4 separate regions of the Mus musculus genome follow, and regions 1, 2 and 3 are each linked to region 4. The links are chromatin contacts, called in public Hi-C and HiChIP or PLAC-seq maps. All regions are on one chromosome and are shown on one strand. The core of a region is the stretch at or near the end of the contact, and the rest is flanking DNA. Distances in the headings are between cores, read along the strand shown. Region 1 holds the start of Cd82 (CD82 antigen). Region 2 overlaps Mir670hg (a long non-coding RNA gene). Region 3 overlaps Mir670hg (a long non-coding RNA gene). Region 4 holds the start of Accs (1-aminocyclopropane-1-carboxylate synthase (non-functional)).

Region 1 (6,940 bases), core at 2,664-5,163, 390 kb before region 4:
GAGCACAGTTACTCACACTGAGGGCCTTGCTCAGTCCACTGCTGAGTTCTGGGTGTGCATGTGTGTGTCACCTGAACACCAAGGAAAGGCTGGTTAGCAGCAGAGCCAGGAAGGGACTCCCAGAGAGAAGAGGGAAGTTATCTACGTTCACACAGTGGACAAACTACCAGAGCTGGACTTTGTGACAAGACCAGAACGCAGGCCTCTGATCCTCTCAGCTGCTTTTACATGTCTGTCCTGTGTGTCTGTCATCTGCTAACAGGAAACACACTGTGGCGCAGGGGAATCCCAGGAGTGAGTCAGGAGTAAGTCAACTGGACAAATCCCAGCTGGACCCTGCAGGCCACTGGCTTCGGGGTTGACTCTTCTCAGTAAGACAACATCAGTGGCTGAGGGGAGGAGAGGAACAAACATATCCTGACCACTGGGCCCTGTTTACTTCTGGGCTTTCCCTTCTGCCTTCTCAGACCCAGGCTGGCTCTTTCCTGCTGAGATTAAACAGGTCACAACCCCATCCTGTCCCACAGAGGGGTTCAGGCTGAGCAGCCTGGGGTCTACCCACCCTTCCCGCCAGCGGCCTCTTGCAGAGCCAAGTCCTGACTGTTTGATGCTACTGATTATATCACAGATACAACCCACAGAGGAAGTGGGCATAATGGTTTAGAGCAGAGGTCTAGGCTAAACCTCTCGACAGGAGAGGTTTAGGAGAACCAGCAGGCCTCAGACCCTTTAAATCCAAAACCATGCTCAGGGCTTATGCTGCCGGGTCAGGTGCCACTCCCCCCACCCAATGTATGATGATCTGACCCTGTTTGGCCCTCTAGGGAAAACGGATTGGTCCCCACGGTGGAGGGAGTTGCCAACCAGTGGGAACTTCCACTTCTAAAATAAGGGGCTCTCCTGCATGTCAAACTTCAGAGCAGCCTCGGGGAACCAAAATCTACCCCTTGTGGGAATCTTGTGCCCAAATGACTGACCCTTCACTCCTGCCTTTTCTGCGCTGAACAGGGAAGCCTGGGTACTTTTCCTTCCCATCCTGATCAGACACTCACTGCTAACTGGCACAAGCTCCCTGACTGGTCCCAGACTCCACTCCTTCATGGTGAACATAGGGTGTTCTTGAAGGCCACATCCTGTCACTTAACAGCATTCACCCTCCCTGTGACTACCACCCACTTAGTGTGGTCGCCTTCTGAGCCCTGACTGTGCCCCATGGGCAGGGCATAGCTGGATTCCACCACTTTGGGCTGTCTGCAGTTCCTAACCTGTGGCCTCCTCTCACCAAAAGTCCCTTAGACTTCCCAGGTCCTCTACCCCTGCATATCTAGCACACGCAGTGTCAAGCTTTGGACCACTCCCCTGCCCTTTTTAGGCACCTCACTTCCCAAAACACAAGGCCAAGCTTTTCTCACTGGCATTCTGAGCCCTTCTGGAGTTTATCCTTCCTACCGTGTCTACTTTAATACTTGGAGAGCCCAGCCTTAGCTAGACCAGTGGCTCTCAACCTGTAGGCTTGACCCCTTTGGGGTTAAAAGACCTTTCACAGAGGATGCCCATGGGCATTGGAAAACACAGACACTTACACTACACTTAACAGTAGTAGAAGTGTAGCTATGAAGTAGCAATAAAAATCATTTAATGGTCGAGGGTCACCATGACATGAGGAATTGTATTAAAAAGTTGCAGCCAACTGTAGGAACCACCGAGCTAGACCAGTAACCCAGCCATTTCTCAAGATCTCCATTAAGAAGCTGACCCTGCTTTTGAGCATCTCCCTCTGTTCGAAAGACCTTCTGGCCCACCTTTCTGGTCCTTAAGGCCCCAAAGGTTCCTCTCATCCTTCCTTCAAATATCTTCTGTCACATCCCTGACTCAAGCCCCTTTCCAGACGCTGAGTGACCGAAGGGTATGGGCCATCGTTGTGCCATTGCTTGGCATTTCACGTCACAGAATGGGAGTGGTGGTGGGAGGGTGCTGTACACACCAGGCACAGTTGGTGCTGAATGTCTTCTTCTCCTGAGGGTGCACCCTCCTCACTGCAGCAAAGTCTCATCTAATGCCACCGAAAGGCTGACAGCCATGGAGCAGGCCAAAGATTAATCAGGGCTGGGGAGTCCAGGCAGAAAGTCCTGCTCAACTCTAAAGCCCATCCCTGCTACCCACTCTGATTCCCCAGAGATTCCTCACATATTCTGTGCCCCCCACCACACACAGTCTTTTCCACGTGGTCCGGCGGCCTTCAGCCAGGCTTTCCAGAGTACTTTCCAGCTGACTCTACAGCAGGGGCTCATCTCCCACCAAAATGCAAGGATTTCCCATGGGGCACCTTCCATATCTTCTGTGCCCAGCCCTGCTCATGCAGACCATGTGCCCTTCCTACCGTAAACTTGCAGTGAAACAGCCCATACCAGCCACTAAAGCCTCATAGACTACTGGGACTTCCCCTGAGCTAGCCCAAGCTGTGAGAGAAACTTCCCCAGGAGGGAGATGGGTTGGGGAGCCTCATAGCACCTCAGGATGAGGATAATGCTAGGCCCATGGACTCATTAAGCAGTTTTTTTTACAAGGGGGTGGGGGTCGTTTAAATTCAATACCCATCATCTCCAAGCTATGTTAGGGACTCAGGCCCTCCTTTGTCTAGGTAACACATTTCCTGACCCACAAAAGAACAAGATGACGTTGATGGCTGGTGTCAGTTTCTGACTCTGATGAGGTCAGGGATGGGACAGCTGCAGTTACCCACAAGCCTTCCAAACCAAGCCAAACCCCAAAGATGGGTTCATTTCCCAGAAGGAAGACAGCACACCACCTGCTCACTGACATCTCAGGAGCTTTGAAGTGAGGCTTCTGGGCACCCAATGGCCTGTCAGGCATGGTACACATAGTTTCACTTAATTCTTGCTACTACTGTTTGGCCATTGCTCCCCAAGTTACAGATGAGGAAACTAAGGTTTGGAGGGGAGTGGAATCCAATTAGGCTGAATCCCAAAGCCTAAATCCTTGGCACAGCCAGGACCCAGGACACACCCCACCATCAGAAGTGGAGCCCCTTCTGCACAAATACCTAATCCCTGGCACAGCAAGGAGCTCTCTTGGGTTTGGCTAGATTCTGAGCAGGTTTGGAAGGGTTTCCCCTTCTTCTCCCTATGCACCCCAAGAGAGAGTTTCTTCTGCTGCTATCCCTCCAGGCTCCTCTTCCAAACCAGCTCACCTGGAAAAGTTTGGCTAGGTTTCCACTCTTAAGTCCACCCAGTTCAGTGGTGCGCTCAGAACGTGGAAGGAGGAAAAGAACGGAAACTGCCTTGCTTTGGATTTGGAGTTCCTTCCAATAACCCAGGGCAACTTAAATCGTTTCTCTCAGTGACATTTTGCGGAAGTCGCTGAGGTCTAGCTACGCAATCTGAAAGCGAGTGTACTCACACACCACTGTGACTGTCACCTGTTAGCCCTCACATTCCGCTCGGAAGCTCATCTCAATCAACTTCCTCCTTCTGGAACCGGAGGAGATCTGGACTAGGGGCAGGGACAGGCCCGGGGCCACAGGGCTGGTGTGTGGGGCAGCCAGAACTAGGGAGTTCGGGACTCGGAGGTGAACGACCCTTCTCAGCTACTAAGTGCTCCAGCCTGTTACCTGTTGCCAAGCGGGCCCCACGGGCTTGGCGGAATGGGTCCTGCTAGGAAATCCGGACAAAGCTAAGTTTGCTTCCGATTATCCTGTCCCCTCCCCCAGGCTTCTCTTACCTGGTGCCTGGGTTCTGGCTACGCGCTTTAAGTCCCGCGTCTTCAGCTGGCGCCCCAACCCGAGTCTGACTGCGCAGCTTGGCTCTGTCCCTCCGTTTTCCCCCGCCACCCCCTCCCGAAGTCAGTCCAGAAGCTCAACGGCCTTGTCAGGCCACGCCACGCCCCCCAAGACCACGCCCTTGACACGCCCCCTATACAGTTCCCCTCTGGGCCCTGCGGGAGGTAGCACCAGGCTCCGCCCACCACAGCCTCCCGGTTCAATCAAACGGCCACACCCCTTAGCACAACACTGAGCTGGCTACCCTTTGCCAACCCTCCAGCTCTGCCCAGCCCTGCAGCCTGGTTCCAGCTCCAGATTAGAGGCGAGGCCACGTACGCGCCTTGCTCCGCCTGCTTTGGGCCTCCAGGGGATAAGGCCGACCTGGGACCCCAAGTCTGCCGCTCCAGTCTCTTCCAGCCTTGCGGAGTCTCACCCCCTATGGTCTCCCCCATCCTTCCCACTTCCCAACTATGCCGCTGGCGGTCCTCTGAAGCCCTCCTGTTCACCCCTTTGAGTCCATCACTTTCCCCAGGGGCTCACCCTTAGGCCTCCAACTGGGAGGCAACTCCCCGGCTCCGCCCTTCCCGGGGGATTCTCTGCTCCGCCCCGAGCCTGTTCCCCTTAGCAACCTGGCTCAGGGCTATAAGCCTGGGGCCCCGACGCTGGCATTCTAGGACGGGCGTATCCTGGTGCAACCCGGGAATGGCGTGGGAGCGTTCGCGTTCCAAGACCAGGTCTCCGTGTGGAGGCGGCTGGAGCCAAGCACTTTCTGAAAATACTAACAGCTACCAGTGGTTGAACTTTTGCTCAAAGACAGGATGAAAGCCAACAGCTGTTAAAACTCTGCTCTTCAGTCCCTACCACTCCTGGGCTACTTTATTTGTACCCATTTTATTATTTGCACCCATTTTACAGATGCACAGCCCAAGCTTTAGAGAGGGGAAGTCGTGGGCTAGAGTCTAACAGCAGAGTCGTTCGTGAACCATTCCAACGTCTCGAATCATACTTAATACTTGTCCTAGCTTTTCTGGATTTTGGTCCTTGAAGAAGTGGCCCAGGCCAGCCAGCTGTGGTACAGCAGGCTGGTGAAGGGGTGGCAGGAGAGGGCAGAGGGCCTGAGACCTCCATGGCTGGCTTCTTCTTTGAGAAAGTGGTCTGCCAAAGATCTCCAGATGTCTGACACATCACAATGCACTACAGACCATGGATCTGCCTCAGGCAGGTTACCAGGTTAACAAGCAGGGCCATTAACCTGTGAACTGCTGAAGTTCTTTAGCAACACATCTCACTGGCATAGCAGTACAAGCCTCTGAGGGGAGGGTGTGGATGTGCTTGCTTTACCAGTGGGGCGCTGGATGCAAGGCTGCCCAGTGGTTCTCAAAGCTGTTCTCACCCTAGAAGCCCCATCGCTGCCTGGGAACTTGTTAGGTTCATGTTTGGGGTTTGAGGCACCCAGAAACAACTCGGTGGGAAACTGCGGTGGTTTGCTTTCACAAGGGTCCCAGGTAATTCCGAGTCAGCTTTGTGGTTGAGAGCCACTGTTGGGCATAGGGTAGGCTGAGACTCACTCACAGGGCCTAGGTAGACCTAGCATCTGTGTTACCCAGGGCAAAGTAAGTGCCTTTAAGAAGGGACCCACAAAACCAAAGCCAAAGCAAACAAAACCCTAACCTAATAAAAACACATTATTGGTTTATGAGAGACAGACAGACAGACAGACAGCATGGCATGATGGATCAGGAGTTTGAGGCCAACCTTGGCTAAACAAGTTTGAAGCCAACTTGGGCTGCATGAAAAGGGAACAAACAAACAAAAGGATTAATAACAAAAATATTGTGACAGTGGCCATTGGAAATAACTTTTTATTTACTTTTGGTCTCATGTAGCCCAGGTTGTCCTCTATTTCCTGCTGCTGCTCCTCCAACTTTCTGAGTGTGGAGATGAGAAGAAATTGTATTTACCAAGAGCTCAGTCTAGTGAGGGACTAAGTCTGGGATGATGCTAAAAAAACGGAAGTCCCTGCACTTGGGAGGTAAAGGTGAGAAAGAAGATTGGGGATTCATGGTCATCCTTGAAAACGGGTTTTCTACCAGTGCGATGTAGGCCAGATTAGACCAGGTTAGACCAGATTAAAATAGATAAAGGCTACTCCTAGGCAGGTTCACCCTATCCCAAGGAAGTGGACCAGGGAAGTCACGAAGCAAGGCTCACACAAGGGGCTTTATAGGCCTTAGGTGAGGGATGACGATGCGATGCGTCAGCTAGGAGCTGGGATCATGCCCATATATGGTCAAAAGCTGAGCCCCTGGGTGGGGCACTCTTGGGTGGGTTGCCCGAAATGTAGAGCTGAGGGGTGATGAATTACGCCAGAATTTTCTCCGATCAGGTGGGGTTAAGGAAAGAGAGCAGATGGGCCAGGGTGAGCAAGGGTTCCAACCACACATTTAGCGATAGGTCCCGGGTAATGAATTAATCAAACAATTTATAAACTAAGCTTAGGAAACAGGCTAGAGAGATGGCTCATGGGACAGGAGTACTTGTTGTTCTTCCAGAGGCCCGGAGTTTGTTCCCAGGACCTAAGTTGGGAGGCTCAGGACAGCTTGCAATTCCAGCTAAGTTTAGGGTACATAAACTGCCCTTCTCAGATGCTTGTCATTTATTCCATAAGATGCCAAGATCTAACCTTGTTCCCTGACACTATGGATGCTCGAGACCCAGAGCCATAGTGAGAAAATAGGGTGCTGTGGTGTCCTGGCCTGGGTGCTAGATCTTGACCTTGTCTAACTTTTGCCAAGTGGCCATAAAATACCTTCCTCCCCACCCTTCTCTGAGACCTCCTTGACCCCCAAGCTAGGATGTTTGCGATGGTGACTCACAGATGGCTCTTTGTGTGACAAGACTTGTCCTGAAGGGATTCTACATACACATCAATTCTCCCCAGGTAGGGAATCCACAACAGACCAAAGCATGGATACGCCCCAAGTCCAACGTGGTGAACCGATGAATCTCCAAAGCACAACCTAGACACAGGTGACATCTCTGGGAACCTGAGCACAAGACACAGCTTCAGCGAGCTCAGCAGGTTGGTGAGTGTCCAAGTGATTTAGCTGGTCTAAATCCCTTCCAGGTATCTCAGCCTGTTTCTTGGTCTGAGTCTTC
Region 2 (7,052 bases), core at 880-3,379, 390 kb after region 4:
GGTAAAATTCATAGACTTCACCCTAACCCCTGGTCATCTGACACAAAGCTTTTATGACCCTCATCTGGCCTTTTCAAAGATGGGCCACTTCACATCCAGGGTCACCTCCCAGCAGTGACTCCCACTGGCTATTCAAGGTCTAACATCAAATGAGAGCGTCTCCTTCCTCCTCCCTCCCAAGCACAGAATCCTCAACATCTGATCAATACCAGTGTGAGCCAATGACCCCTGACCTTCCTCACACAAAGGCAGAATTCTGAAGGCACTAAAGACAGGGATGGAAAAAACATTATCTTTTAAAGACCAGAACTAGTCTGAAATCTTTGCGTGCTGACCTTTCCGTGTTAAGCTGAGCTGTTAACACGCCTATTTTCAAGCTGGGGTGTAGCTTAGTGGTAAAGCACTTAACTAGCACACAGAAGGGCCAGAGTTCCATCCTCAGCCCTACAAACAGCCGAGCCAACAACCTCCATCCTAATGTCATCTATTTTCTTCTTTGCGATGCCAACAGAACTGCCTGCTGTAAGTCCTTTGCTGGGTTATCTGGAAGCTGTCAGCCCACCAACCCCACAGGCCTGCTCTCTCCTTTCAAAGAGCTCTTGAGAAGCTCTGGCTAGCTGGGACTCTACCTGGTGGTCGAAAGCACTCAAGGAAATCTGTCTTTGCTGCCAGCTCTAAGGCTGTAGCTCACTGCACAGATTCATACAAAATTCTCTTCACCAACCCTCAAACTCTGTCGAGAACATTGCCTATAAGATGGATCGTCTCTTTAAGGTTCTCAGGACAAGGCTGGTTTGGATGAGGAGATTTCTCATCAGCTTCCCTCTTGTTCCATATCTACTTTGCTTTTCAGTTACTGGCTGGTAGGCCAGGGCTGTATTTGCTCTAAACACATGCACTGCTAAGTTCCAAATACTTGTTCTCCAAAAAGAAAGGACCAAACATCACACAGGGGTGTGGGCAGGCAACAGTGCATCTGAAGGAGCTAAAATCAAGATTTGATTTTACATGAGTACCCTAAACTCAAATTTAATACCACAAAATAAAGCCCAAGGAGACCACACCAACATAGGGGGCCCATGGAGGCCAAAGGCATATTGAAATCCCTGAAACATTTATAAAATGTTTATGATTTTCTTTTCAGAGAAGTGGAGTCTATTGCATTTATCAGATTATTAAAGGAAGAATAATTTACTTACTAACTCCGAAGACTCAACACACACTGTAGGGTAAGTAAATCCTTGTTAACTACAGATTCAACATAACTAAAATCAGTGTATGGACGGGAAGGATTTGAGCTCCAAAGGATCTCATTTGCAGAACGAGAAACTGAGGCCTGAAAGGGGCACACATGGCCTGTGTGAGCTCTCGTAGTCTTACATGTTAACAAAGCTTTTTTTCATCTTTTATTCCCCGCCCCCATCTCTTTTTGAGCACAGAAATAAATCTTATTTCCTAGTGAGAAGCTGTCATTAAGTGTACCTGAGGCAAACAAATGGAAGGAGAGCCGTGGAAGCGGCCACTACAGCGACAGACCTGAGATAGCCCAGCCGTCATGGATTCTGAGCACACAGTTAACGTGGTGGCCTCAAAATGGCTGTCATTGGTAAAAATGCATGAGGCAGGCAGTGAAATCAGATGTGAGAGAAAGGCTAAAAGTAAAGTTTCAAACTGACCATGGCTAATAGTGATCCAACTAGCAGGTAGTCTTCAGAATTAACTGAAGAAAGAAGAAGGAGGGAGAGAAAGAAGAAAAACAGATAAGAAAGAAGGTCTGTGAGCTGGCTCAGCGGGTGACAGAGCTGAGAGTGAGCCCTGAAACCCATATGGTGTCCTGGGACTTATGCACACCGTGTGTTTGCCTGCACACATATGTATAAAATAAGTAAATGTCAAAAAGAAAGAGGAAGAGCATAAGAAAAAAACAGACCAGAGGGAGAAGAAGCCCACAGCTCTCCCGTTGGTGAGAAGGGCTCCCAGGAGATTTCCACTGGGCCCTCAATGCCTCGTTACCAGATCACAATGTAGCCACCAGGCAAGAATTGCTAGCCAAGGTACTCTGCTCCCTGAGAGAGGAGGAAATGAGGAAGAGGGGCATCTGCCTCATCACGTTCCTTCCTGCTGGCAGAGGCTTTGAAAATGACCAATGCTGAGCTTCTATGACACAGCAACTTTCTTGTGCTGAGACTTGCTCAGAACCTCAGAGTAGAATGATGAGTGTCTCAGGGAAGGGAGGAGGCAGTGCCTAGCCTTCTGTCACTGGCCCCAGGATGGTCCAAGCTAAAGAGACTTGCTATAAACACTTGAAACCCTACATTCTAAATACTAGCCATTTTGGGAAGGGAAATCTGTTATGAAATCCTGCATTGTTTTTGTAAATAATCTCTATGGCTTGGTAATGACAGGCAACATCTAGTAACTTATAAATGAACCCAGTGGGTCAGAGCCCCAGCTGTGTGCCTTGGGTAGAAATTACATAAATCGCTTCTTTCCTGACTTATGGAGAGACAGTGAGTACGTTTACCTTATATGAGACCTTTCAACTTTTACATACCACCTACTTTAAGTTTGAAGTTTAACCCATCAATGGATTCTTCCAACATCATTAAAACATTAACTCACGGGCACAAAAATCATCTCTTTCTAGCATTGTGTTCTAAGCTGTCTTCACAGGGCAGCTGGGGTATCAGTTAAGGAGGAAGGTGGTCTGATCTTAATGTCTTAGAATTAACGTAACCTATTTCCCAATGGTAGATTCTAGAAACCTCTGATCCTTATCTTTAAAGGGGGGGATTCAAAGAAGTTAGGCCTAGCCAGCAATCCGAGGGCTTTACTCTCACTCTACCTGGTGGGCTTTATAGATGACTCCACTCAAACTGCTTTTTATTTGAGTTCTGCTCTCAGATTATAAAAATTAACAAATCCCTATAACCAACATTGAATTAATCTAGCATATAAGTCTGTGGTTTAACAAGCTGCAGGTTTTCTTCAATGTAATGTGCCTCTGCTCTTTCTGTCTTCCTCTAAGATTTAAAGCTTCCTAGTTGGGTTCATGTGACACCCAAGGACACTTCCAGGCTTGGTAGGTCCATTTTCCCTCCTTGAGAACACCCCCCACCCCCACTACCAGTCTCTTTCACGCTTAGAACTGAATCCTGCAGTAAGATGACTTTACAACTCTGAAGCCTGGAAAGCTAAGCAAAAGCTCAGAAGCAAGGGGGTTTTCTGGTTAACAGCAAAAGCAAGCTCGCTCTCTCCCTTCCTAGCACACACACACAAAAAACATTAGCCTAAAAGTTCTACCCATCCTTATCTGAGCTCTGGTGAGATGTCACTTAGCATATTGATGTCTTTGAAGAAACTGACCACAGCAAATGATAACTTCTCCTTCCCTTAGGTGACCAGAAACAGCTTAAGAAATGGCAGCAGGCAAGATAGAATTGTAGGCCTCATTGAGTAAAGCCACTCTCCCTCAGGACTGGGGATTGTGGGAACTTCCAAACATACCCAAATCTTGCCTCTGGCATAAGTCCACAGTAGGTTTGCCTCCTTGGTACTTTATTTGCATTTAACATCTCTTGATAGATCTGTTTCTTTAAGGACTGTTTCCAAATGCTGCCCCCACCCCCACCCCCCAGTTGCTGCTTTCTCCTCACCATGTAAGAAGCATGGGAAGCCTTGAGGCTTCCCAGTCAAGAGCATGCACTGGCTAGCATCTCTGCTCACCTGGAACTCCTGTGATCTTTCATCCAGGCTTATCAGCTCCTGTGACCTCCGAGACTGCCTCCCTTGGGTGGCCACTCCTCACTGTACCATTCAGTATCAGGACGGGCTTGACCACCTAAAAGATAACCAGACGGGCAAGATGACTCAGTTGCCCAGGAAGAAGGTGTGAGATTGCTCACTGGGGTGATTGCAGGCAGTCAAGGCTCAAGGCAACAGAGGCTGCTAGAAAGGGAAGGGGCAGAGCAGTGCATCAGGGTCAAGAGCTGCCAAGGCACGGGGTGGTACTGCTGCATGAGGAGACCTTTTCAGAGACAACCACAAGTGTCTTGTCATTGAGAAGGCCGGAGATAATATGACACTTCAGGAAGTTTACTTGAAACCAGGCCCTGTCTTTGCCTCTAGCCCGAGACAGGCAAATCAGACAAACTTAGAGTAAACACGCATCCTCAGAAGAAGAGCAAAGGGAACAGTACAAGGTGTGTGGTGTATACTTTTGAAATAGATAGGGTGGGGTGAGAAGATGAACAGTGAAGATCACAGCAGGTAAAGTGGGCCCCAAATGGGACAGCTAAGCCCTGCTTGGGTCCCTGTCTCTGCTCATTGAACACAGGGGACCTAAAGGGAGTTCTGTGGTTCCTGTGCGCCATCTTACTGTCCCCCTCCCAGACAATGGCTGGTCTTGATTTTTAAGACAGGCAAGAGCTACATTCAGTATTTGGCTTGGGAGACTAGGTCTTCACTGCAGCTTTCTAACTATGTCACACATGACATCCCGCCTCGCTCCCTCTGAAAAACAGACCGGGTTAGAGGCTGCCAGCTTACACAGGCCCTTCAGGCTTGGCATCAGATGCAAGTGTCTAGAAGTTTCCATCAAGCACCTGATTCACTGGGTAAGGGGTTATGCATTAGAAGTTTAATAACTAAAGTGATTACCCCTCCACCCTTGGCTTCCTCCCTCAACAATGGCACCCTGGTTTCAGAGGCAAAAACAGACTTCCACTGTCCCTGAGCTGATGCTGTCACCCCACACAGGAGAAGAAAAATGCACAAGAAGCCACAGCTTTTCCCTTTTTGAGGAGAAAAGGAGACTAATCTTTTCACCTGCCCTCCTCAGAATGAGAGACCCTTCTTCACAGACCCCCCCCCCCCCCAGTAGGACCCAAAGTGAGCAGCCTCCGCTCTAGGCTGAAGCTGCCTGGCAGCAACAGCAGCATCAGCAGCGGCAGCAGCGGCAGCTTTGAGACAGCAACAGTTGTCTGGCTGAGGCGAGGTGAGGACTCGCAAGCTGCACGACGCCTTCGGCAGGGTGCTTTAGGGCCCTGGAACTCCGGTCCCAAGTCTAGTCTGGGTGGGAGAGATGAGGGCTCTGGGGGCTCAGGAACCCCAAGGAGCCTGTGTTCAGGTTATTCGAGTTATCGTCTCTAAGGTCACCTCGATCTCAAATCTGGTGAATGGTCGGGCTTTTGGAGAGGGAAGGGCTTCCTGACTAGGGAAAGGAGGTGGGATACAGTAAGAAAAAGACAGAAGAGTAGGTGAAGGGACACAGTGCGAAGCTATTTTTAATCTAACGTGGCTTTTCTGCCTCTCCCTCTGCAGAGCTATCGCTCCACAGACGGCCCCAGGTGAGAGGCAGGAAGAAAATCCCCCCACAGCTTTTGCTCCCTCTCCATAGCATGTTCAAATCTTTGAGACCCTTTTACTCTTTCAGAAAATACATTCGGAGGAAAAAAATATCCTTTATCAGGGGAGAAGGACCCTGATTTAGCTGTGGAGTCTGGAGTTCTCGCATTCTGTGCCTTCTTACGTACTGAGCTAGCACCGGCTGCCTCTGTCCAGCATTCTCAGCATCTGCTAGCCTTTCTTTTCTTTCAGGAGGGGGTAGAGAGAGTAGAGCTTAGGTGGTTAACTATGGGACCCCCAAAATGAGTCAGAGAGTTTGTTGAAAGCAGAAAGGTTGGGATGCGGGGGGAAATTCAGGCCCTCCCCGAAAATGGGAAGCTTTGCAGCCCCGGGGTGTTGGGCTATCACATCCCTAGATACATCCTCTAACTGCTTTTCACCCCCATAGACATTTGCGTGTGTCTGTGTGTCCTTCTGGCCCAGTCCCTAAGGGCAAGGGTGTCTAGCAGTGTTCTTAGCTAGCGAAGGGCACGGGGCACAAAACGTGTTGAAGGCCTGATTTGTGCCACTTGTAACCGAAGTGGTCACGACTGCAAGGAGTGGAGGGGGAGGAGGGGGACCCACGGGCTCTCCCCTTTGCAGCTTGCCTCCCTTCCCAGGTCTAGGAGCCTCGAGTGGCCAGCATGGGGCTGCTGCCTCTGCCACTGCTAAACAACTGCAGCTCGCAGAAGCTCCTTCCCCGCGGGGTTTTCCCTAGTTTCCGCCTGTTTCATCCTCTCCTGCGCTACTTAGTTTTGAAAAAGAGGAGATGGGTGGGTACTGGAGCCTGCAACACGCCTGAAATTAGGTTGGAAGCAGGTTCAGGAAGAAGGCTCCGGGGAGCGGGCGGTGCCTGGGTGTTTTTCCCTCTTTTTCGGAGCTACCGGATTCACGGAGATTCATCTCACCTCCTCTAGATTCCGCTCATCCTAACCGAGGATGGTTAGGGCCTACCGCCCCTCCCTCAAGGGCTTCCCCTCCCCCATATTAGATTCCAATCCTTAGGGTCAAAAAAAAAATGACCGTAAAATTTCCTAAACTGATTCATATTCTAGGTACTGACTTGGCCCTATGGCCATGCCCCCCCCCCTTATTGTGAGTGGGGATATTTGGGGTGTGGGGTGTGGGGGAACGACACAACTTCTGTAAACTTTTATTACATTTTAGCTTCTTCTCACTTCTTCGAAAACACACGCACGCCACCCGCTCCAATTCCCCCTGTGGTACAAAGTCGACTAAAAAGTTGGGGGCGGGGGACATGTCTCGGGAAAGCGAGTGATCAAAGCCTCGCGGAGCGCGGAAAGGACGGGGAGGAAAGAGCTGATTCTTCCGTGGAAAACGGGGAGAAAAACTGGGGAAGTCTCGGATGGAGCCGCTTCGGGAAGGTGCTGGCTTCGGCGGTCGCTGGTAGCTGCAGTCACGTCGCCGAGCGCGCCCTCCGCGAATGCTTTTTGGGGTAAGGGCTTCCGGCTATTGAGTTATGTACAGCAAGCCCAGACCGCAAAAAGATTCGCGAAAGGCAGTCTACCCGCTTCTTCGGTCCGCCGCCACCGCCGCCGCCGTCGCCGCCGCCTTTAGCCCAGCATGTCTCCGAACCCCGAAGCCGAGGAGACTGGATCTCCCCGGCGCGCTCCACCGCGGCTCATCCTCCCCACCCTGCGCGCCGC
Region 3 (6,479 bases), core at 1,546-4,045, 330 kb after region 4:
CCTAGACACACTGAGACACACATACAAACATACACACCTACACACAGAGACACAGACACACATACACACAAATTTATAAGAGTACTGAGATTTTAAGCCAAATATGTTAAACTTAAGGAATCCATATGTAGCTATACAAATGGCAATAACCAATTATTTTTCAAATAATATAAATGAAAACTAAAGGTCAGGTTCTAAATGGGTGTTGAATGATCTTGTTGTGCAGTTTTGACACTCATAGTCATAGATGGGCTGAGTAGATAGTTCAGAGCTTGCTATGCAGGTTGAGGGCCACAGAATCTACAAGGTGACCTGCCTGTAAATCCAGTGCTCTGGAGAGACACGGAGGATTTGAGGGAAGTTGGTTAGCTAGACTATCCAAATCAGGGAGTTCTGGGGTTCATATTAGGGATTCTACCTTGGTATATAAGGTAGAGGAAGACATCTTACATCAACTTCTGGCCTCCGTACACATGTAAACCCACACATTTGAATATGTGTACACACATATGCACATAAAAATGTTCACTGATCCACATACACGAATAAACTACTTATTCTCAGAAACTAAACCATTGCATAGAGGAAAACAAGACATTAGAAAGGCTTGACTCCAGGCCCCTTCCTACTGCCCATTCATCTTGGTTATAGTGATAAATGGAAAAACTAAGTATTTGTCATCTTCAAAAGTTTGAGTTTGTTTGTTTGTTGTTTTGTTTTTCGAGACAGGATTTCTCTGTATAGCTCTGGCTGTTCTGAAACTCTATAGACCAGGCTGGTCTTGAACTCAGAAATCCGCCTGCCTCTGCCTCCCAAGTGCTGGGATTAAAGGCGTGCCCCACCACTGCCCAGCAAGGTTTTACTTTTTAAAAATCATAAAAATGTACATGTGTGCATGTACACATGTCAGTGTCACATGAGGACAGGTTCCTGGAGTGGCCAGAAACATCAGATCCCTGGAGCTGGAGTTACAAGCTGTCCACTGGTCATGCTCAGAACCAAACTCAAGTACTCGTGTTTTCTGGGAGAGCAGCCAGTGTTCCTAGCTGCTAAGCTATTTCTTCAGATCCTGGATTTCTTTTTTGAAAAAACAGTAGACTTTTCTAAAGCTTATATTTATAAGATATTGGTTAGGAAAATTACCCTTTGAGGGCGCTGATAGTTCATTGGGTGAAGATGTTTGCTACCAATTCTGATAACCTGAGTTTGAACCCTGGGACCCATATGATGGAAGGAGAGAACTAACATCCACAGGTCGTCCTAACTCTGCTCTAAACGAACACCCACCCCCACCTCACCTCCACACACAGGTAAAAACGTAACTAAATATATTAATCTTTGGTGTTATTTCACACTAAAAGAAATTTTGGTGAAGCCATGTGAAACTTTTAATTCCAAGCAAGTGTGTACAGCCTTAAGAACTTTAAACAGAAAATATAAGTAGGTCTTACAATATTTTCTTTTCTGAAGCCATTAATCCTGCTACTAGTGAATAACACAGAAAACATTTCCCAGCAGTTCCAAAACTGGAATGCACACCGTGGAAAGTACCTAACAGAGGCCCTGGGGACGAAATGCCAGGATTCTGGGGTATAAAAACCTCACTGCTTCACAGGGAAATGTTATCTACTTACGTAAGTATCCAGACACAAAGATTAAATTCATCCCCAGCTTTACTGAAGTCAGGACCTTGCCCTTCCCAAAGCACCTTCGGAAGGCTTCCTAATGCATTCTTTAGCAAGCTGCAGGTAACTGCAACTTCTTTCAAAGCAAATTAACACTGTGCTTGTGATAGTTTGGAATGCCCCGGCAAACCCAGCTACTCTTGACATTCTGCCTTCCCAGATACGACATCAGTTTGCCAGCATTAGTGCATTCAGGCAGTATTGATTATTTTAAAATGACATTTCTCAATCTTCACTCGACGGGCAAGTGAGTTAAGTAACAGAGGAGGACAAAGGGGAGGAAGCTGACTAGCAATCCAACAAGCACTGAGTCTATGGATAGGAGACTGAAGTCACTTGAAACAGAATTGCACATACAATTCTAGCCGGATCTTTCTATTACATTTAAGCGGTCAGGAGGAAAGCAACTGTAAAGATGAAAAAATTAGAGAAACCCTCCTCACCACACACATCAAAGCATTCTTAAACAATATACAAAAACAAAGCAACAGTTTTACATGTAAGAAAATACCAATCACAATGCAACCTTTTAACCCTTTCCCTGTAAGTCTTGTCACATGATTCCCTTTAAAACTAAAAATTGGTATTGGGGTCCCAAAACCTTATTGCAAAAGCAATCATACCTCAGGGTGGATAACTCCAGATTATGGAAATAGACAGAATGTACCTAAGAGTACACACTGGCAGTAACACAGAGACCTAATTCTGTATGGACAGGTAAGACAGGTGCTGACATGCTCAGCAACTATATTATCTTAATACCCTGAGATTCACAGTAATCCATTCTGCCTCAGGTGTTCCCAAGAGCCAGTATCAAAGATCCTTAACTTGCAGAGGAACACTGTGAGCCAAATGTAACATGGGTAACAACAAACCTGGGTTCCCCCAAAAGAATCTAAATAACTTCTCAGCACCAGGAAAGTCAAAGAGCTTTGCTCCCTAAAGATAAAGGTACTTGTGATCCTGCCACCAGCTTTCACTTCAGCTTTGTCCATATACCTACCCACAAACAACTCAAAACCCACTCCCGGAGACACTTGTACAGGTTTAAGAACAAACCACGCTAACAGGAGACAGCCACAAGCTGGACAAACAAAATTTGCAAACAAGGTCAAAGTTCAGTACAAGCAAAAGACAATCAAATACGTGTCCGCACCCATGCCGAGAACTCATGCAAGTTCTTACACCCCAAAGCAGACAGGCAACACCCACATAAACACGCTTGCTAAAATTTTGGCTCTCTCCTAAGCCCCACTACCCCCAGAATAAAAGGCCCAGCAACACTCGGGTCCTGCGCAACCACGATTCCAGAGTGTGTAAGACAAGAGGACGGAGCAGAACACAAACCATAAGAGCAGAGAGCACACTCCAGACACCCAGGCACAGGCCATACTGACAGACAGGTCAAAGGCAGAAGGGCAGACCACCAGGATGTGGCCGCCTGCGACCCCACAAGCAGTCACAGGCCTCCTGGCTCATGGAAACACTGCAAGTCCAGCATGGACCCTCTCAGGCCTCTTGTCCACGCCCGGGACAAGAATGCCAGGGTCTCTGCCACCCCAAGGGTCTGCTGGTAGCCTTCTAACAGATCAGACAGTCCCCCAAGACCCTCAGAAAGCAGAAAACTTCTTATCGCCCTTTCGGAGGCGGCCATGACAGCAAAAAAAGAGCGGATTTTTTACGACAACTCCCACAATGCACGCGGACTACAACTCCCAGAGTGCAGCGGGCGGCCCCGCTGTTAACCCTGTTATGGCTATAGGGCTGACAAGCCCTGTACCCTTTCTCGCCCTGAAACCAAACTGTTGCACCTACTTTCAACCATCACAATCAGAAACTAACTTCGGAATTTTTAACAAACAACTACAGTTACGCTATCTGGACTCTTTCCCTTATCATATAAATCAGCTTAGCTTCACAGAACATTATCCCTGGCAGAGTACTTTTTGTTAATCTCCAGAGATGTCACACAGTCAAATATACACCATTGCAAGGATACATTTAGGTTCAATTAATTTTCCCTTTAATTTTTACAATTTTCTCTCATTTTTCTAAGTTATCATAGTTCAGAGAAATTTGTACTCAACACTATTAATTTAAAATACATTTAAATTTTTTCTGGGAATCAAGAGAAAGACCATCCTGTAACTGTTACAATGTTCTACGTCTCTCCATTTAATAAAACAAAAATTTTCAAATACATTGACTTAAAAACTTCATGTAACTTCAAGTGAGCCTTAGTAAGAAAAATTAATTGTGAACAATATACATTTTCAATTTCAAGCTAAAATTTTAGGAAGAAAAAAAACCTCATGTGCTAACAAACACTTCCCTTTTTAAACAGAAAGACTATCAATAACAACAGCATATAATGCCAATTTTTTCCTGACTTAAGAATGTCAACAAACAACAAATAAACATTCTTATAATATTTTACAAACTATGCTGAGAATTTATTCTTTCAGGAAACTGCATAATTGCATACTTTACTCATGAATGAACTCTTTCAAAGTCTGTTTCAATTTAATTAAAAATAAGAGTTTTAAATGCATTTCCTTCAAATATTTTGGCCATAATTTCAGTAAAGATTAACAATTCATTTTTAGAGATGATTGTATCATCAATATGGCTTAAAAAGTCCGTGATATACATATACAAACTGACATGCTCAGACAGGTAACTGACTAAGGGGCAAAACAGTTGTTTGGAGTTTGATGCGTGCACTAAAATAACAACTAGTATTCTTCTAAAATACTTGCTGTTTTTCCTAGTCCCTAATATAAAGTCAAATGTACACAATGTCCACTTTTTCCACAGAAGACTTTTGCAATTTGAAAGGATATTCAAAAGATTTCATTCATTTTAGATCACAAAACTCAGAAATCCTAATACACACATACACCCACACCAAAGCCTTCCTATATAGATACTTCTATATATTATACAGTACAATTCTCCAAATTCTATTTTAAATAATTCCTTACCTAATGTTCCAGTTAGTTTATTACTATGTTTCACATCTAGGAAGGTACAATGAGAGAAATCCTTAACTATCTTTTACTTTTTACTTACTTCAATTTGTACTTTCATAAATAACAAGTGCTACACTACATACTAAGATACAAAAATTATAAACATGTGTGTCTTTAAATTTTTAGGTTGTTATATTGTGTTAGATCTTTCTAATTTTCATTTGGCACTTTAGTTAGCATTTAACCAGACAAAGTTTCATTTTCTCCCTATTTTAAATAACTATCAAACATAAACAATTGATGCATATTTTATATATTATCCTCTTGCTGTTAAATATTTGATTTATAAGAAGGGCTCAGGAACAATGAAGAAATGAAACTGATCATATATATATGTATATATATCTCCAAGCTTCTAACTTTCCTATCAGAGTTATGAAAACATTGTTTCTATTAAGTCAGTCATATTTTCTTTTATTTTAACTGTTACAATAAAAAATTAATGTTAGTATAGAAAAGAAATTTATATAAGAATTACAATAGAAAAAACTTTCTAATTTTTTCCCATTTAACATTTTTTGAAAATTAATTTAGCCCAACATATCTTGTCTAAGTAATTAAAGTAAGCCTTAAACTATATATTTGGTGTTAATAAAAATATCTTTATAGGAAGAGAATAATTTTTTGTGGAAATGAATTATTTAACTTCATGTCAAGAAAGTTACTATTTTCTACCCATGTTTTTAAATTCTAATTTACTACATGAATTTTAAAGTGTGTTTTTTTTAACTTAAGCTCTTTACTAAATTATTTTCAAAGTATTTACATCTAGCACTATTAATATATTTGAAATTACCAGATATCTATTCATAGCTACCAATTGTAGAGAAACAAAGAAACATTTCTTTTCTCAAATGTGGAGCTGGGTATTTGCCTAAGATATGCATCCCTGCATAGTTAAAGAAGATTCTATGTGTAATTTCTGTGGCCATGTCCTTGTTCTAATTCCAAATAATAGGTAACAGAATTTTAAACTATCTGTTTAGATGTTGAAACTGCATTTTTTATGCTACTTGCTTTTAAACATCTGCTTTCAGTGCATGTAAGTTATATCATCGTGCATATAAACCATGCTAATAAAAGTATTCATAGAAGTAGAATGTGTTGCTGATATTACAATCTGCTCAAGAATGAATCTATCTATCCTTACCCACATCACTGTTGTAACAAACACAATCGCCCAAACCTGAAAAGGGGCCACACACACGAAGTGGAGGTTTTCGGCAGATTAAACCAATTGTTTATGTTTTTCTCCTGACCCTTCAAAACAGTTCCTTCTATTACGTATTTAAGAATCTCACCTGTAATTTAAGCTTACTTACTCAAAGCTTAATTAATTTGAATTTCTCGGCCTGCTTCTCAAGCAAGGACTAACTAGTCTTTCAAATTAACTCGAATAGTATTTTTTATTATTGGACTGCTCAACATTTTTATTTACAATAATTTATCTAAAAAAAAACCCCTTTATTTCTGACTTTGTATCATAAATAAGTAGAACTTTCACTTCAATTTTGCCATGTGTTAAGTACTTTTCAAAGATTATGAGAATTCTGTACTAGTAATTTATAACAAAAACCAAGCAAAATGCTTTCTCTCCCCCCCCCCCACACACACCTCTCTCCCTCTCTTTAACCAACCAACAGATCTTTTTAAATAAAAATTTCTAATTAATTACTTTGATTTAACTTAATACTACTTTCTGTCATTTTTGTTCTCTCTGTTATTTAGGATAAGCAAAGTTGAAGTACTTATTGTTACGCTC
Region 4 (6,286 bases), core at 2,815-5,314:
ACAGCAGGGTGGGCACCAACCCACCCTCCCACCATCCCTCCTTATCTTTGCTCAAGCTGGCACTCACTAGGTTTCAAATACAGCGTCCAAATACCACCTCTGGCAAGAAGCCTTCCCACGCTCCACTTGGAATGGCTCTTTGCTTCTTGGCGTTCCATATCTCTTTCCAGCACTCTCCTGCCCTTAGAAAACCACTCAATTTCTGCCCCATCCCCCCAGGGATCAGGGTACAGCTCCCTGCTGATAGCTAGCTCCCTGAGGAAAGATTTATGCCCAAGACACCGCAGTGTCTCTCCAAAAACATTACAAATCGCACTCTGCTGGGAACAAAACAAGAGTAAGGATGTTCAGTGGATAGCCCCTGTGCCAGTGTAAATGACTCCCTAGGGGACCCAGCTAACAGGACACAACATCTGGCTGTCTCTCCATAGGTGCTTATCCTAATGGAGGGCACAGACTCCTGACCCCTGCCTTCTTCGAGCAGTGAAGGAATCAGAAAAGACAAAACCATTAAATGTGAATGAGCTGGGAGCTAGACACATACCAGGCCATGCTTGTCACCCCCTGGAAAGGAAACTGTTTCCTCCACAGGCAGACAACCCAACTCCTAGTGTAAGCCATCAGTTCTTGTCCAGATCACTATCATAGCTCCTACCTCCTCTCCTGTCCAATCCCCATATGGACTCCATATGAAACCCTATAATATCTTACTGAAGCTGCAGCAGACATCCTGCTCCTCTCCTGAACACTTCATACATACCCTTCCCTGTTCACCAAGTCCCGTGAGTCCCTACAAAATCCAAAGCCTTTCTGAACTCATCTCCCACCATGCTGGCTTTACTTGCAGCCCAGTTGGTCCCTTTGCTGCCTGCTGATGTCATCCAGCCTAGGGCCTTTGTCCCAGCTGTTTTCGCAGCTGCATGGCTCCTGGAGGTGGGTAGCCTCTACCACAGCACCCTGCATAGAGACTGAATCTGCCAACTGTGTCTGATGGAAAGAACAGGCTGAACTGATGGAATGTCACTTCTAAGGTTAGGTCATAAAAGCATGTGGCTTCCATCTTGAGTACTCAGAGTCTCCTATTCTGTCTTAGACCATCTGCCCTGGAGGGAGCCAGCTGTCATAACTGAGGCAGTCCTGGGGGCGGGGGGAAGTCCATGTGGACAGGGACAGATGCCCACCAAGAGGTGAACATGGAGATGGAGCCTTTTACCTGTTCAAGTCCCACCACCCAGGCAAGGCTTCAGATGCCATTACAACATCAGCTTCAGGGTACTGTGATGGAAACCCCTGCCCTAAAACACCCACCAGGAGTCCTGAACCCCAGCAACTGGGAAATGTTTGTTTGCTACTTAAGCTGCTGAGATTTGGGGTGATTTGTTACAGCAATGGATAACTAACACAATCTCTCTCGCCTTTTTTTTTCCTAAGTTTTTGATCTAATGTCACCAGAGTAAAGTTGCCTTCTGATATCCTATGTCAAAGAACAACATTTCCCAGCTTGCCATCATCCCCTGCCCCCTTCACCCTGTCTTCATTTTCTCTGCAGTACCTATCAGTTAGTGTTATGTGTGTGTGTTTGTTCTGCCTATCTCAACTAAACTATATACAGGGCAGGATTTGAGTTCACAGCTCTGACACCTGTGCCTTGAACAGCCGCTGATACTTGATGGGATGCTCAACAGATCAAAACCATTAATAAGGATGATTGTGCAGCTCTTTGACCTGCCAAACTATTATATACAATAAATTATGATAATCAAGGCAGATGATATGGATAATAACAGCGGCTACTATTTATCAAGCGTACTACATGACAAGCACTGTTAATTTTAACATCCCTGGTCCCACTTAATGTTGACTCTTACAGAGCAGATATTATTGACCCATCTCAGAGATGAACTGTGTATAGAGCAGACATTAACAGCCGTCTTGGAGCCTGAGGATCATAACTCCAGCCCGGCAAGAGCAAGCTGGGTGCTGACTGCCCTGCAGTTAGTTTGCTCTTGGGTCGCAGTGGGGAGGGGTCTTCACTCACACTGGGGTTCTTGTCCTCGTCATACTCATCCATGTGGTAGGTCCTGTAGCCCTCCTCAGCCGAGTCCCAGAACCATTTGATGACTCTTCCTCTGGAGGACAGGCAGGAGCTGTCAGAGGAGAACGTGGCCGTGGGGTCACCTACTCCATAGAGTTTGGGCTGCGTCTGGTCTGGTTTTCTGAGGCATTCTCCTTGCAGGCCATCACCATAGCCACTGTCCATGTCCTGAGTGGAGGCTGAGCCTGTGCAGGTAGTAGGTGCCGTGGATTCCTGCTGAGGAAGACAGAACATCTGCCAAAACACAAATGCACATGCCCGCTGAAGGGTTTTGTGTGTGTGTGTGTGTGTGTGTGTGTGTGTGTGTGTGTGTGTGTGTGTGACTGTGCTGTCTGTCTGTGTATAGGCCCAAGAACATCCTCTGATATCATTCTGGGAGCTGTCCACATTTGCTTTTTTGAGACAGGGTCTCTCACTAGGCCCTAAAGTTTGCAGATTAGGTTAGACTTTTGAGCCAGTGAGGCCCAGAGACCAGCCTGTCTTCATCTCCCCAGCTCTAGAATGATGAAGAGTGAACATCGGACTATTGTTATCTGGGTTCTGGGGATAAAATTCAGGTCCTCATGACTGCAAAGCAAGAAAAGCATTTTACACTTTACTGCCTAGGCTGGTTGCGCTCTCTCTCTCTCTCTCTCTCTCTCTCTCTCTCTCTCTCTCTCTTTCCTGGTTTTCCCCTGAGGTTGCCTGATGCTGGCCTTGAACTCTTGTCCTCAGGTGATCCTCTTTTCTCAGCCTCCCTAGTAGCTGGAACTAAGATATCTGCCTCTTCTTGCAAGCTGTGTATCATCCCTTGTGTCCTTATCCAGTTAAACACTTCAACAAACACAATCTGTTGAGGACCTGTGAGCACCACACCAGGCTGGCTACATAGAAACGAAGCTAATCTACTGTGGCTTTAGCTTGCAGCATTTCTGCATTTGTTTCTCCTTTCGGCAGCCTCAGGGATCACCAACAATCTTTCCCCCTGCTTGCTCACCTCAGTTTCAGAACACCAGGCTATTTCCCAAGCAGATCACTGCTACAGTTCTGGACTTCTTGTGTGATGGGTGGATAGGAGCAGAAGGTGGTGGGAAGTGGGGGTGGGGGTGAAAGGGGAGTAGGAGTTACAAGTGCAGGCACTCCTGGATCCTGTCTCTACTCACAAAGGACACAAGGGCCGCAGAGGAGGGTCTCCTGCCTACCAAAATGTAGGAGCCTCCTAAGGATTCCTCTGTCATGCCGCACCTGCGCTCTGGTGGACCAATAACCATCTCAAAGAATAACAGTGAGGACCTGAGGGCGATAAAGCACTCATACCAAACTCTGGCTAGTGGCCAAAAGTCTAAAATATGAATCACTCTATCACAAATGCTCTCTGATTTCCCTGTCTCAAGGTACAAGTCTTACTTGGTAGATGGTTGATGGGGACACAGAAAATGCCCTCCCCTCCCGCAGTTTACTTTTGTTTTGCAAATCTTGGGGTCCTCCCCAAGGTGGCGGGACTCAGCAAAGCACACGCCTGCTCCACCGATAGCCTAGATCCGAGGAAAAACATCACCAAATGCTCGGGCTGTGGACAACGCGGTACAGACCTAAATGCAGCCAGAACCCAGCAGGAGCTCAAGGCGCTGTAGTCAATCAGGCCTAGTGATCTCACCAGCCCAACCAAGACAACAAAGACAGAATGGTCTGCAGGGCCCGCCAGGGGTTTCCGGGCCTCAGAGACTTCCAGACCTAAGGGCAGGAAGCGATCAAGAGCACCGCGGAGCGAACCCGGCCCCTTCGGTGCACTGTGGCGGATACAGCACCTACTTTGGACCTTGGGTTTTCACGCGCGCGATATTCTCCGGATCGGACTTCCGTGATACCGGAGCAGCCTGCCCCCTGGCGATCTGGCGGGAACACAGGGAAGGAGTCTGTGCCCTGACTCCTGGTCACAGAAGAGGAAGCTCCGGTCTTCAGCACTTCCCTGTCTGCCAGAAACTGGAGTCCGAACTTAGAAATGGGAAAGAAACAGAGGGGTGGAGGATCTTGGTTAAGACAAGGCCACGCCCACTCCATTCCTTCTCTCATTGGCTGAGCTCAGATACCTCTAGCTTTTCGGACACACTTGCTCAGAGCCGCTGAAACACCAATCTTCCTGGGCATTACCTAAGCATGAGATCTCCCCGCCATCTATTTGTAAAGGCTTCTCTCAAGGCCCGGAAAAAAAAGATTTACAAAAGAAATATAGAAAAGTATCGACATGTATATGTATATTCATATGGCCATGGGAACACCCAGGAATGAATAGCTCTCAAAGGGGGACTTCTTTGAATTCCAGTCTATACTAAATAGATTTTTAGAGATGTGAGGAGACAAAGGAAAAACTTCAATTCCAGGTACTAGAAAAAAATGCAAGAAAGCAACGAGAAGTTGTAAGTCGTTTTCACTGTGTGCCTGCAGAGGCATGCCAAATTGAGTGCAAATACCAAATCGAATAACTCCACCTCTTATAGTTATGCTAGGAAACAACCTCTTGTCAAACACAGACCAGGAGGCTCAGACCGATAGATAACGATCTATGCAAATATAATACTGCCACCTATAAGCCTCCCAGAGTCAGGAGCATAATCTAGGTAGTTTAACAGTGGCTATGCTCACACAGGAGACACTGCGCGCCAGTGATGGCTAAGTTGACAAGGTAGCATGCCTCCGTAGTTCCAATCTGTCACAGAAGTTGTGGTGGTTTGGATGAGAATGCCCGCCCCCAGGCTTATGTTTTTGAATATTTGGTTCCCGTTTGGTGGACTGTTTAAGAATTATAAAGTGTGCTTTTGTTGGCAAATGTGTGGCCTTTGAGGTTTCAAAAGCCACGCCCCGTCTCTTTCTCTGCCTTCCGCCTGAGGATCATGTAAGTTCTTAGCCACTGCTGCAGCACCATGCCTGCCTGTCACTGCACTCCCCTCTGGATCTGTAAGCAAGCCCCTAGGTAAATGCTCCTTTTTATAAATGTCCTTGGTATGGGTCACTCTTCCAAGAAAAACACCAAGACCTATTGAGGTGCTTACTAAGGACAGAGGAAATACAGAAGAGTAGGAGAGGAAGGTAGTTATACACACCAGCTCAAACCAACTGCTGAAGTGAGGATTGTGATCGACGTGACCGTTTCTGTCACATTGTGTTAAGACTGTGTTTGTACAGATATTTGTTTTCTTTTGTCAAATCCCTTATCATGTAATGCTAACATCAAATTAAGATAATATCAGTGGTTGTCATATTTAAGTTATGAGATACTCAAAGAATGCCCCTCAAGGGAATATTGCCACCTGTTCTAAAATACATACCGTGTTTACGGCTGTACATGAGATGGTTACATCATGTTAGGCATAGTCATGACCTCATTTTTTTCACTTGGAAATTAAGCATGGTATAAGAGGTGATTGTGTGTCAAGATGACAAGGGGTGGACTTGTGATGGTTATTCTTGGCTGTAAACTTGACTACATCTGGAAATAACTAGCAAGCAGCTAGGCACATCTGGAAGGAATTTTTAGTTAACTGGATCATTGAGGTTGGAAGACCCACCTTAAATCTGGGCCACACCTTGTCACAGCCTCTATAAGGGTCATGGAAGAAAGAGATTTTTGCTTTTTCCAGCTTGCCCCATTCTGGCTGGCAAATTCATATATCTATCCTTCTCCCGAGGGCCTCCCTCACTAGCACCAGAGCCTACTTTGGGGATTCTGAGGTATACTGAAGACAAGCTGAGACACTAGCCTCATGGACTGAACATCTGGATTCTCAGACTGTCTATCAAGAGCTTGCCATTGTTGGATTAGGTGGATCACCGCCTGTAAGTCATGCTAATAAATCATATTATATATGAATTTATGTGACTATATATTCCATTAGTTCTCTTCTTCTACAGAACCCTAATACTGGAGGATTCTGGGAGTGCCACTGGTCATCAGTCCACATTAGAAGGCTGGAGAGGTTTGGCTCTGATGTTAGTGAAGGGTGGTGGCAATACAGTAGCAGAGGCAGTGGCAGGGTAGATGGCTTGAAACCTGAGTAAATTCACCAGTGAGGCACAGAGGCAAGAGCTTCCCCCTCTGCCCACCACTACACTGTGTCACCTGCACTTAGGGTGGCTCGTCCCATCTCCATTAACCCAATCAGAAAAAAAGCTCACCGAAAAGAAAAGAAAAGGGAAGGGAAGGAAAAGAAAAGG

What was found. A called contact is a pair of places that touch in the nucleus more often than the background predicts. HiChIP or PLAC-seq counts read pairs in DNA pulled down with a chosen protein or histone mark.
Region 1: a contact with region 4 is called in an H3K4me3 HiChIP or PLAC-seq map of embryonic forebrain, with 3 times the contacts expected there. The contact joins the promoter of Cd82 here to the promoter of Accs in region 4. A contact is called at or near these places in 13 of 39 promoter capture datasets (the 3T3-L1 cell line, 3T3-L1-derived adipocytes, the C10 cell line and 8 more), 1 of 15 datasets of contacts at CTCF or cohesin (the NIH/3T3 cell line), 2 of 484 Hi-C or Micro-C datasets (the G1E-ER4 cell line and liver), 13 of 115 datasets of contacts at active chromatin or transcription factors (bone marrow-derived dendritic cells, bone marrow-derived macrophages, embryonic basal ganglia and 8 more) and 5 of 9 other capture datasets (adipose tissue, embryonic stem cells, liver and 2 more).
Region 2: an H3K4me3 HiChIP or PLAC-seq map of bone marrow-derived macrophages shows a contact between it and region 4, with 3 times the contacts expected there. The contact joins the enhancer-like site here to the promoter of Accs in region 4. A contact is called at or near these places in 14 of 39 promoter capture datasets (the 3T3-L1 cell line, the C10 cell line, the HPC-7 cell line and 6 more), 6 of 484 Hi-C or Micro-C datasets (B cells, the C2C12 cell line, the HL-1 cell line and 3 more), 6 of 115 datasets of contacts at active chromatin or transcription factors (the 230-238 cell line, astrocytes, bone marrow-derived macrophages and 2 more) and 3 of 9 other capture datasets (adipose tissue, embryonic stem cells and macrophages).
Region 3: a contact with region 4 is called in a Hi-C map of LSK cells, with 3 times the contacts expected there. The contact joins the enhancer-like site here to the promoter of Accs in region 4. A contact is called at or near these places in 1 of 39 promoter capture datasets (neural stem cells), 1 of 484 Hi-C or Micro-C datasets (LSK cells), 1 of 115 datasets of contacts at active chromatin or transcription factors (microglia) and 1 of 9 other capture datasets (adipose tissue).

The regions. Positions count from the first base shown.
Region 1 is chr2:93,458,589-93,465,528 of GRCm38.p6, forward strand. It overlaps Cd82 (CD82 antigen), which reads right to left and starts at 3,914. Exons shown (of 10, transcript NM_007656.5): 1 at 3,742-3,914. Gm10804 (predicted gene 10804) reads left to right here. Exons shown (of 5, transcript NR_040532.1): 3 at 6,723-6,867.
Region 2 is chr2:94,234,547-94,241,598 of GRCm38.p6, forward strand. It overlaps Mir670hg (a long non-coding RNA gene), which reads right to left. Exons shown (of 8, transcript XR_003953878.1): 4 at 3,727-3,841. Mir129-2 (microRNA 129-2) reads right to left here and starts at 6,907; the gene lies at 6,818-6,907. Mir129b (microRNA 129b) reads left to right here and starts at 6,832; the gene lies at 6,832-6,896. Within about 2 kb of position 2,130, at least 9 of the 459 cell types and tissues checked have an H3K27ac peak or open chromatin away from gene starts, as enhancers often do. A contact at or near this core is called in bone marrow-derived macrophages, where this site is marked.
Region 3 is chr2:94,175,571-94,182,049 of GRCm38.p6, forward strand. All of the region lies in intron 6 of Mir670hg (a long non-coding RNA gene), which reads right to left. Among named protein-coding and RNA genes, the nearest start is that of Gm39885, 21 kb to the left of the region's middle. Within about 2 kb of position 2,796, at least 394 of the 459 cell types and tissues checked have an H3K27ac peak or open chromatin away from gene starts, as enhancers often do. A contact at or near this core is called in LSK cells, adipose tissue and neural stem cells, where this site is marked.
Region 4 is chr2:93,845,879-93,852,164 of GRCm38.p6, forward strand. Accs (1-aminocyclopropane-1-carboxylate synthase (non-functional)) reads right to left here and starts at 4,065. Exons shown (of 15, transcript NM_001290782.1): 1 at 3,887-4,065; 2 at 2,039-2,329. The coding sequence starts at 2,329.